Linked DNA regions of Zea mays: all the other regions are linked to region 1. The links are chromatin contacts, called in public Hi-C maps. All regions are on one chromosome and are shown on one strand. Each heading gives the region's core, a stretch centred on a gene start, on an enhancer-like site or on the middle of the called end of the contact. The rest is flanking DNA. Distances are from core to core; before and after follow the strand shown.

What was found. Hi-C and Micro-C count contacts between places; a contact is called where the count stands out from the background.
Region 2: a Hi-C map of tassel shows a contact between it and region 1, with 5 times the contacts expected there. The contact joins the promoter of LOC100382753 here to the promoter of LOC541667 in region 1. A contact is called at or near these places in 2 of 25 Hi-C or Micro-C datasets (ear and tassel).
Region 3: a contact with region 1 is called in a Hi-C map of ear, with 2.3 times the contacts expected there. The contact joins the promoter of LOC103653200 here to the promoter of LOC541667 in region 1. A contact is called at or near these places in 5 of 25 Hi-C or Micro-C datasets (ear, leaf and tassel).

What each region holds. Positions count from the first base shown.
Region 1 is chr4:46,200,050-46,202,749 of Zm-B73-REFERENCE-NAM-5.0, reverse strand. It overlaps LOC541667 (ribosomal protein L17), which reads left to right and starts at 1,279. Exons shown (of 7, transcript NM_001111420.1): 1 at 1,279-1,321; 2 at 1,400-1,436; 3 at 1,543-1,583; 4 at 2,508-2,700. The coding sequence starts at 1,319.
Region 2 is chr4:46,583,027-46,585,726 of Zm-B73-REFERENCE-NAM-5.0, reverse strand. LOC100382753 reads right to left here and starts at 1,402. Exons shown (of 9, transcript NM_001175468.1): 1 at 1,163-1,402; 2 at 903-1,024; 3 at 490-543; 4 at 117-141. The coding sequence starts at 1,345. It also overlaps the pseudogene LOC109945713.
Region 3 is chr4:45,787,666-45,790,365 of Zm-B73-REFERENCE-NAM-5.0, reverse strand. LOC103653200 (ubiquitin carboxyl-terminal hydrolase 1) reads left to right here and starts at 1,339. Exons shown (of 6, transcript XM_023302344.2): 1 at 1,339-1,658; 2 at 1,752-2,700. The coding sequence starts at 1,761.

The DNA.
Region 1 (2,700 bases), core at 30-2,529:
TTGTGTGGTGATTCTTGCGGGGTCTAAGTGACCTGTGAGATTAAGGAAGAAGCCTCACTCGGTCTAAGTGACCGTTTGAGAGAGGGAAAGGGTTGAAAGAGACCCGGTCTTTGTGACTACCTCAACGGGGACTAGGTTCATTGGAACCGAACCTCGGTAAAACAAATCACCGTGTCATCCACTTTATTTTCTTGGTTGATTTGTTTTCCCCTCTCTCCCGGACTCGGATTTTATTCTAACGCTAACCCCGGCTTGTAGTATGTTTAAAGTTGTAAATTTCAGTTTCCGCCTATCCACCCCCTCTAGGCGATTTTCAAGATGGAAATAAATCGTGATCGGTTTTGTTTAAGCGGTATGCTTAAGTGGTTCGCTCAAGAGGTTGAGCTTCATGTTGATGGTATTTGTTCAAATGGTTTAAGTGCATGCCGGTTATGAATTATGCTTAATTGGGTTTGGTATATACTTATACCTAGTAATCAGGTGTTGATAATAAAATGTTGACCAACTAAAATGCCAATCGCATTAAACTTTAGCCTTACCGTGTTACCTTGCATTTTCCCCTACTTGCTGAGCCCCGACCATAAGTGATCTCACCCTTGCTTAATTTTGATCATAAATTTGAAGATGAAGTTATGATACTGAACTCCATGGATGCTAGTCTAGTGATACCCCCGGTCATCTTCCTGTGGAAGGATGTCCATGTTTCGCTGTACTTTGATGAATAAAGGTTAAGACATTATGTCTGTTCGAAGTGTACTATGTTAATATAATCTTTATTTACGCTTTTATGCATTGTTCTTTTGATATATTACCCTTGTGATGTCGACATATGTGTGGAAATAGATCCTAACACACATATGTTATGCATGTGGTTTTGCCCCCTAAAACCTGATGTGATAGAATTTCATAGGTATTAATTTATTTTTCATAGAAAATATAGGAACAGGAAAAAATTAGGTTCCAGAGGAGGTATAAGATCCCTTTTGCAACATAGGAATTTTACAGAAACCATACATATTCCCCAGAAATTAAATCATTTAAAAAACAGGAAAAGTTGCTGCGTTGCAAAGAGCCCTGAGTTGTGGACACTGGGCAGGGTGTTTTGCGCCGGATCATACATGGCCTTCTGAGCCACAAGGGCCGTGCACACTTCAGCCCATTAGATCAGCAAGCCCATCCGGGCCCCTCTAGAGCGCATTAGCACTAGGGTTTCCCATCTCTTAAGGCTGCCACCGCCAGCGCCGCCCCCTCGGTGCATCCTCAGTGCGTACTGTCTGTGCGAAGGCGACCATTCCTTCTTCGCTCCTTCGCCGCCGCTATGGTCAGCCCACCCCCTCCGCCAACATGGCGCCATGCTTCGATGCGTTTTTCTAACTGACATCTCGTTGTTGCGTCGCAGGTTAAGTACTCGCAGGAGCCGGGCAACCCTACCAAATGTAAGATCTCGCCTATCTTTGTTCCTGTAGTGCGTTGGTCTTGCGTTTGAGGTCCTTCCATCTATCTGTAGTGCTTATTTTGGGTTGTTTGGCGTTGTCTGTGCAGCGGCCAAGGCCATGGGAAGGGACCTGAGGGTCCACTTCAAGGTGCGTTGCGTTTCTTCATGCTGATTTGATAGGTTCTTCAACATGCTGGTTTGAGGTGCAAAGTAGTGTGTCAACATAAGTGTGATGTCATGCATGGATGGATTAGATTGTCGAAACCTAAAGAGTAAAAGGTTCTGCTATGTTATTCATATGAGCAGTTCCCGCGTTACTTTAGTGACATAAACACATTGTTGATTATTACCTATGGACCATTGTGTTGTTTTCCATGACTAATGGTTTGTAGACAATGTGACATCTTTAGACATTTATTTTTTGTTTCTGGAGACGTGCCTGAATGATGCTGGTGTTTCATTAAACTTGTACATGCTATGCCTTCAAATACTTTTTGTGTGTGTGATGACTTCAAATACTGAGTTGACATGCTAGTTACACCTCAAACAAAATCGTTGATTCAAAGTGAAATTTTGATTCCAAATTAAGTTTCGGGGAACCCAGGATTACTGATTTTATTGTGAGCTATCTCATGAGACATAATAAGTCTCATGTCCATGGGGACTGATAAATTGACAGTTTTTTTTCTTGTTCTTTTAAAACATTGCCCTGAGTCTCTTTAAGTTGATTTTAAAGCATTGCTCTGTCAGTGTCCTCTACTTGATCTTGTAACTTTGTTAGTCACAAGTCGCACAGGTATACCATGCAGTGGTCATTAGAAAGTACAGAATATTCTAGGTGAATTCTCTCTAATTATAGTTAGAAGCTTTGGCACATAGGGCTTTCCTATGAACCTGCAACTGGGTTTTTGCGATCTGTATAAGCTTGAAATCCTTTTTGTGCTTTCCCACATTCAACTTAGGCATACTGTGATACTCAGTTCAGTGATTAGTTGATATCAGATTTCAGATGGCGACTCTGAGATTGATTATCTTTCTGTTATCTCTTATTAAACTCGTAAAATTACTGCAGAACACAAGGGAGACAGCTTTTGCGCTTCGCAAGCTGCCTTTGACCAAGGCTAAGCGATACCTTGAGGATGTTATTGCTCACAAGCAGGCAATTCCCTTCCGGAGATACTGTGGAGGTGTTGGTCGCACCGCACAAGCAAAGTCTCGCCACTCCAATGGGCAGGGTCGCTGGCCTGTTAAGTCAGCCAGGTTCA
Region 2 (2,700 bases), core at 153-2,652, 380 kb before region 1:
TTTAGCATGAGTATAAGAACATGGTGCGTATGCAGATGGGTACTATGCTCTGCAAGTCATATTTCGTTGCAGAAACATGTTGACCCAAATTGACTCTATAGTTCCGATAGTCTTGCCTTGGAGTCTCCAATGCCTTTCAGTCTGCATCGACAACAAGCATATAGTACTGGTTAGAGCTAAGTAGCAAAGTACTTGTACGTTGCTACGGTTTCCATTTATAATTATAGAGCATAAAACACAAAAAACAGCTGGTTAGGTGGGTGTGAATGTGGGTTTGGAGCTAACAACCATGTTTTGAATCTCCATCTGTGCACAATTTTAGCTTTTTTACCATTTAAATGTGGAGGAGCACGACGACGGTGGAAACCGTGGAAACCAGTGCTTTATATAGTATAGAAATTGCTTGTTTCATGCCTAAGATTCTAAGCAAACATTGGACTCCATCACTTATCAGTTATTACACCAAAATGATCAAAGCAGTGAATTTACCTGCGAAGGCGCTCAATCGATTCATTGTTACTCAGGTCACAGACGACGGAGTAGCTGTGAAAAGTATGACCCCATGTTATTTGTAGTCAACCAAGAATATTTTAAATATAACATATAAAAATATTTAAAATAGGATAAATGCAGCTTATCAATCTTTTGTTGCTGTATTTTTCCTAGGCTCAAATTTAGTGGAACCAATCTGCTTCAAAACAAAGCACATACTGCAGCATTTGCATTGTAAGTGGTTGTAACTTGTAAAAGCTCAAGGCTGAAATCGTTGTTTCATTATTACAGAACTTATGTGCTTGCAAGTTGCAACAATCGCATAGAAATTGGTAGTATATGCTCAAAAATTGCGATTGGGGTATGTGATTTTCGTACAGAACTTCCAAGTGAAGCATTGAGCAGCGTACACGGTGTCAGTAGGGATCACCCCGACGGCGCCGCGATTGATGAGGTCGATAATGGGGTCAAGCTTCCAGAAGTCCCCGCCGGAGGGCTCCACCTCCACCCGCAGCAACCCGGCATCCCCTCTCTTCGTTCGCGCAAAACCCAGCCACCAAAGAGACTGTTCTTAGCAGTCAGCGCCAGAAAGCCCGCGAAAGGCAAGTGTTGTTGCGGAGAGCCGGAGAGTTAAAAGAAGAAAGAAGAACGCGCTTGAGGCAGAAGGTACCGTGAACTGGCGCTCGGCGGCGTACTTGAGCCGCTTGGGGTTGCGCTTGTGGAGAGCAACGACGGTGGAGGAGACGCGGAGCCGCGCGGGCGGATGGGGCTGCGAAAAGCGGACGCGGAGCGGGGAGGGGCAGACGGCGCAGCGGAAGGAGAACCGCGAGAAGGAGGAGGCAACGGCGGCCATAAAAGGCGTTGCCGTCCGAACTCGGAGGAATGTGCCCGGAGGAAAACGAGTGATTCCTTTCTCGTCTCGGAAGGTGATCTCGTTCCACTACCTTCACGTAGACCTCACCAAGAAATTGGGCCGGCCCATGCACAACCCCGCCCTGCTCGGCCTTTTTCATTCCGGGGCGAGTCTGAGGTACGCCACCGTCCAGAATGGCTCACCTCACGACTCACGAGGCTCACACATTTCCCCGAAGCTAGTTTGACATGAGAGTATAAGACGCATATCTCTATTACTACTTAAGACTATAGTGTAGCCGTTTATGGTGCACGGTTTTGTCCCCTCTCCTCACATCCCCGACATCCTCCCCTCTGTTTCGCTCCCCATCGCGCCCTCCTCACCCTCCCAGTTGCCTCTGCTCCGCTCCCTATCGCGCCCTCCTCACCCTCCCAGATGCGATCCCCATCACCCGAAATCCCCGGAGGGGACGCGCCGGCGCTGGAGCTATCGAGGGCGGAGCTGGCGGCCATCTTTCAGGTGATGGCGGACCTCCTCGGTGACACGACGTGGCCGCAACTCCACCCGCGGCCCTACACCGACACGCCGTGGCCGAGCCTGCAGTGCGAGCTCGCGCCCGACGAAGCATGTGTTCTCCGCGCCACCCGCCTCCACCTGGGCCCCGACGTCACCACCCCGCCCTGCAGGCCCGGGGCCAGGCTCGACCCCGCCTCGCTGCGTGGCCTGCCGCACCTCCGGACGCTCTCCATCTTCGGCTGCTTCGGCGCCGCCCGCGCTGTTCACATCATCATCCTCGCTCGAGCAGATCGTGCTCAAGTCCAACCCTAACCTCACTGGCCCCATACTGGCGACGTTGGTTCTTATTTTGGTAAATATTGTGTTATGCACACCGATGGTTACCAATTCAGTGATAACTATTGTGTTATCTGAATAATTTGTAGAGAGGGGCTTGACTATGAGGTTAGGGAAGAATGACAGTACTACTATACTAGCAGTGCATGTTTTACTCTGCAGGTATCCAGAGTAGTGTTTGAATCAGCGCTGTCGGGGACCATAATTAGGGGTACCCTTAAGGCTCCTAATTCTCAGCTGGTAACCCCCATCAGCATAAAGCTGCAAAGGCCTGATGGGTGCGATTAAGTCAGTGATCAGTCCATTCGAGGGAATCGATCACGCCTCGCCCGAGCCTAGCCTCGGACAAGGGCAGCCGACCCCGGAGGATTTCCGTCTCGCCCGAGGCCCCCCTTCAGCGGCGAATATATTTCCGGCTCGCCCGAGGCCCTGTCTTCGCCAAGAAGCAACCCTGACCAAATCGCCGCACCGACCGACCAAATTGCAGGAGCATTTAATGCAAA
Region 3 (2,700 bases), core at 90-2,589, 410 kb after region 1:
ACTAGGTTCTGGGATGATAGATGGATTCTGGATAGACCGCTTAAGGTCATTTATCCAAACCTTTTTAATATCGTGCGGAAAAGAAAGGCTTTAGTCAAAGATGTTATGAATGGAAATTTACCCAACCTTTCTTTTCGCAGAGCTATTGTAGGGGTGAAGCGGGTCGAGTGGCATAATTTATCAACTTTACTCGCATCTATTCCTTTGGGTCATTCGAAGGACAAATTCTTATGAGGACCTCACCGAAATGGAGTTTTCTCAGTCCAGTCAATGTACCGCCTTCTAATGAATACTCCCACTTTAACCCATAATATGTTGCTTTGGAAACTAAAAATCCCCCTCAAAATTAAAATTTTCTTGTGGTACTTAGGGAGAGGAGTTATTCTCACTAAAGAAAATTTAGCTAAACGTGGGTGGACAGGAAGTATGAAATGCTGCTTTTGTAATCAGAATGAGACTATTCAACATATTTTTTTTGATTGTTACCTTATCAGGAACATTTGGAGAATTATTTACTTTGCTTTCAACATAGAGAGACCCATCAATATTAATCATATAATTGAGAATTGGGCTACTAACAAGGGAATAGCTCATCGGAAAAAACTTTTAATTGGAGTGGCAGCAATGTTTTGGTCTATTTGGTTGTGCCGTAATGATGCGGCCTTTAATTTTAAACCAATACCATCAATTTTGCAGGTTCTTTTCAGGGGATGTATTGGCTCAGACTCTGGAGATTATTGCAGAAACAAGAAGCTCACCAAGAGATTCTTGTGGTATGTCAAGCCTTAGAGATGGTGGCAATGGAGATCCTTGCAAAACATGGTTGGAGTTCTAATGCCAGATTAAAGGACGCTTGATTCGAGAACAAGTTCTTGTTAAGGATGTTATTTTTTTAATGATGCATGTTTTATTAATTTTCAATCTGTAATGTCGTATGTAGGAAACTACAAAAGGCTGGAACATACCACACTCAAGGTAAAGGACACAGCTAATCTAGTACAATGATGATGCCAAGCATGATGTATATACACTAGCACAGGCCTGCTATTTATATCTTTTTTGCAAGATCAACACCGACTTGAGGACCTCCATCCACTTCCTGCTCCCTCGAACATGGAGAATCTTCGTAAGTTTTATCCTTGATATAATCTTGAGGAAGAGATAGTTGAGGGATGTCCAAAGGTTGGCACTTGGGAGGTTCTCATCTCATTTGCACAGCAAAGCCATTTAGCCCATGAGTAGCCGATGGGCTACTGCACGTTCTAGTTTGACAAAATGGGCCCCAGTATCAGCCCAATCGCAAATCTCCACTCCGCGTTCGCCACGCGAAATCCCTCTCCAAAACCCTTCCGGTTCCGGGCGTCGCCGCGGTCCCTCAGTTCCGGCGCCATTTTCGCCGGCAGTTTGTTTTATTTCCCTTCTCCTGTTTCTTTTCTATTCTGTCGGAGTCGGACTTGTGTCCATCTTGCTTTTGCTTCTCCCTCCCCCATGATCCAATCCCTAACCCGCAGTCTACTTGATCGTGGCTAGAATGATCGCGATCGAGTTTCTTCGGAGCTTCTTCGGTGCCACTGCCACGGCCCCGATCCAATCCCTAACCCGCAGGCCCCGATCCAATCCCTAACCCGCAGCTGGCTATTTGCTTTTGCTTTCGTAGGGTTTGTTGTTTGCTTGGTGGTTTCGGGTCCAATAATTGGGATTCATCATTCATGCGACTCTCTTATTTCTTGTGATCCCTTGTTTCCTTCCAGGCGTACGTGATGGCTGACACGAGGGCGAGGCCGTGGGAGGCGGACGAGAGCTCGCGGTCGCGGGACTCCAAAGTTCCGCGGCTGGACTTGCTGGCCGCATCGGCGGCGGAGGAGGAGGAGAAAGTGAAGCATCTGCTAGGCCAGGAGGAATGTACCGAGATGACCGGCCACGATCCATGCTGCGATCACGTCCCCACGGACAGTTATCACAATGATATTCTGATCTCGTCGTTGCTATCCGACGACGCGGGGAATTGCCAGGACTGCCGGGGCCGGCGGCGCGAGGAGGCCGATGGGCCCGGCGGCCGGCCCATGTATCGCCGGATCATGGTGTGCCTGGAATGCGGCCGGCATTCCTGCGGGGATTCGACGAGCTATATCCCGTACGGACACGCTCAGGACCACGCCAACCAGGAAAAGCATTGGGTTGCCGCGATGTTCGACGATCCACAGGCTGGATTCTGCTTCAAGTGCGAACACGAAGTGCCTGTGTATCCAGAGCCAGACGAGATGGAGATGATAACGGGCGAGATTCAGGCCGGCGGCGGCGGCGGCGGCGGTGGTCATGCGTTTGGATTCGACATGTCCCGCGATCTCGCCACCGTGTTGCTCAATCTCGGGGACGCATGGTGTGCAGCCGCCGATCTCGGGTCCGTGAATGCGCAAGGCTATGCTATCAGAGGGATGCCAAACCGCGGGAACACATGCTACATGAACGCGATGGTGCAGTGCCTCCTCGCGCTCGACAAGCTGCGGGCAAGGATGCTAGGGCCGGATACTCCGCCGGGCCACCTTGGAATGGCACTGAAGGAGCTTTTCGTGGAGGCGAGCGCTGCTGGTTCTGCGGGAGGCATGCTGAACCCAGATAAACTCTTGAGAAGTGTACGATTACATGCTGGCAAGTACGAACCTTACACGATGCACGACAGCTATGAACTGCTCGAGTCCT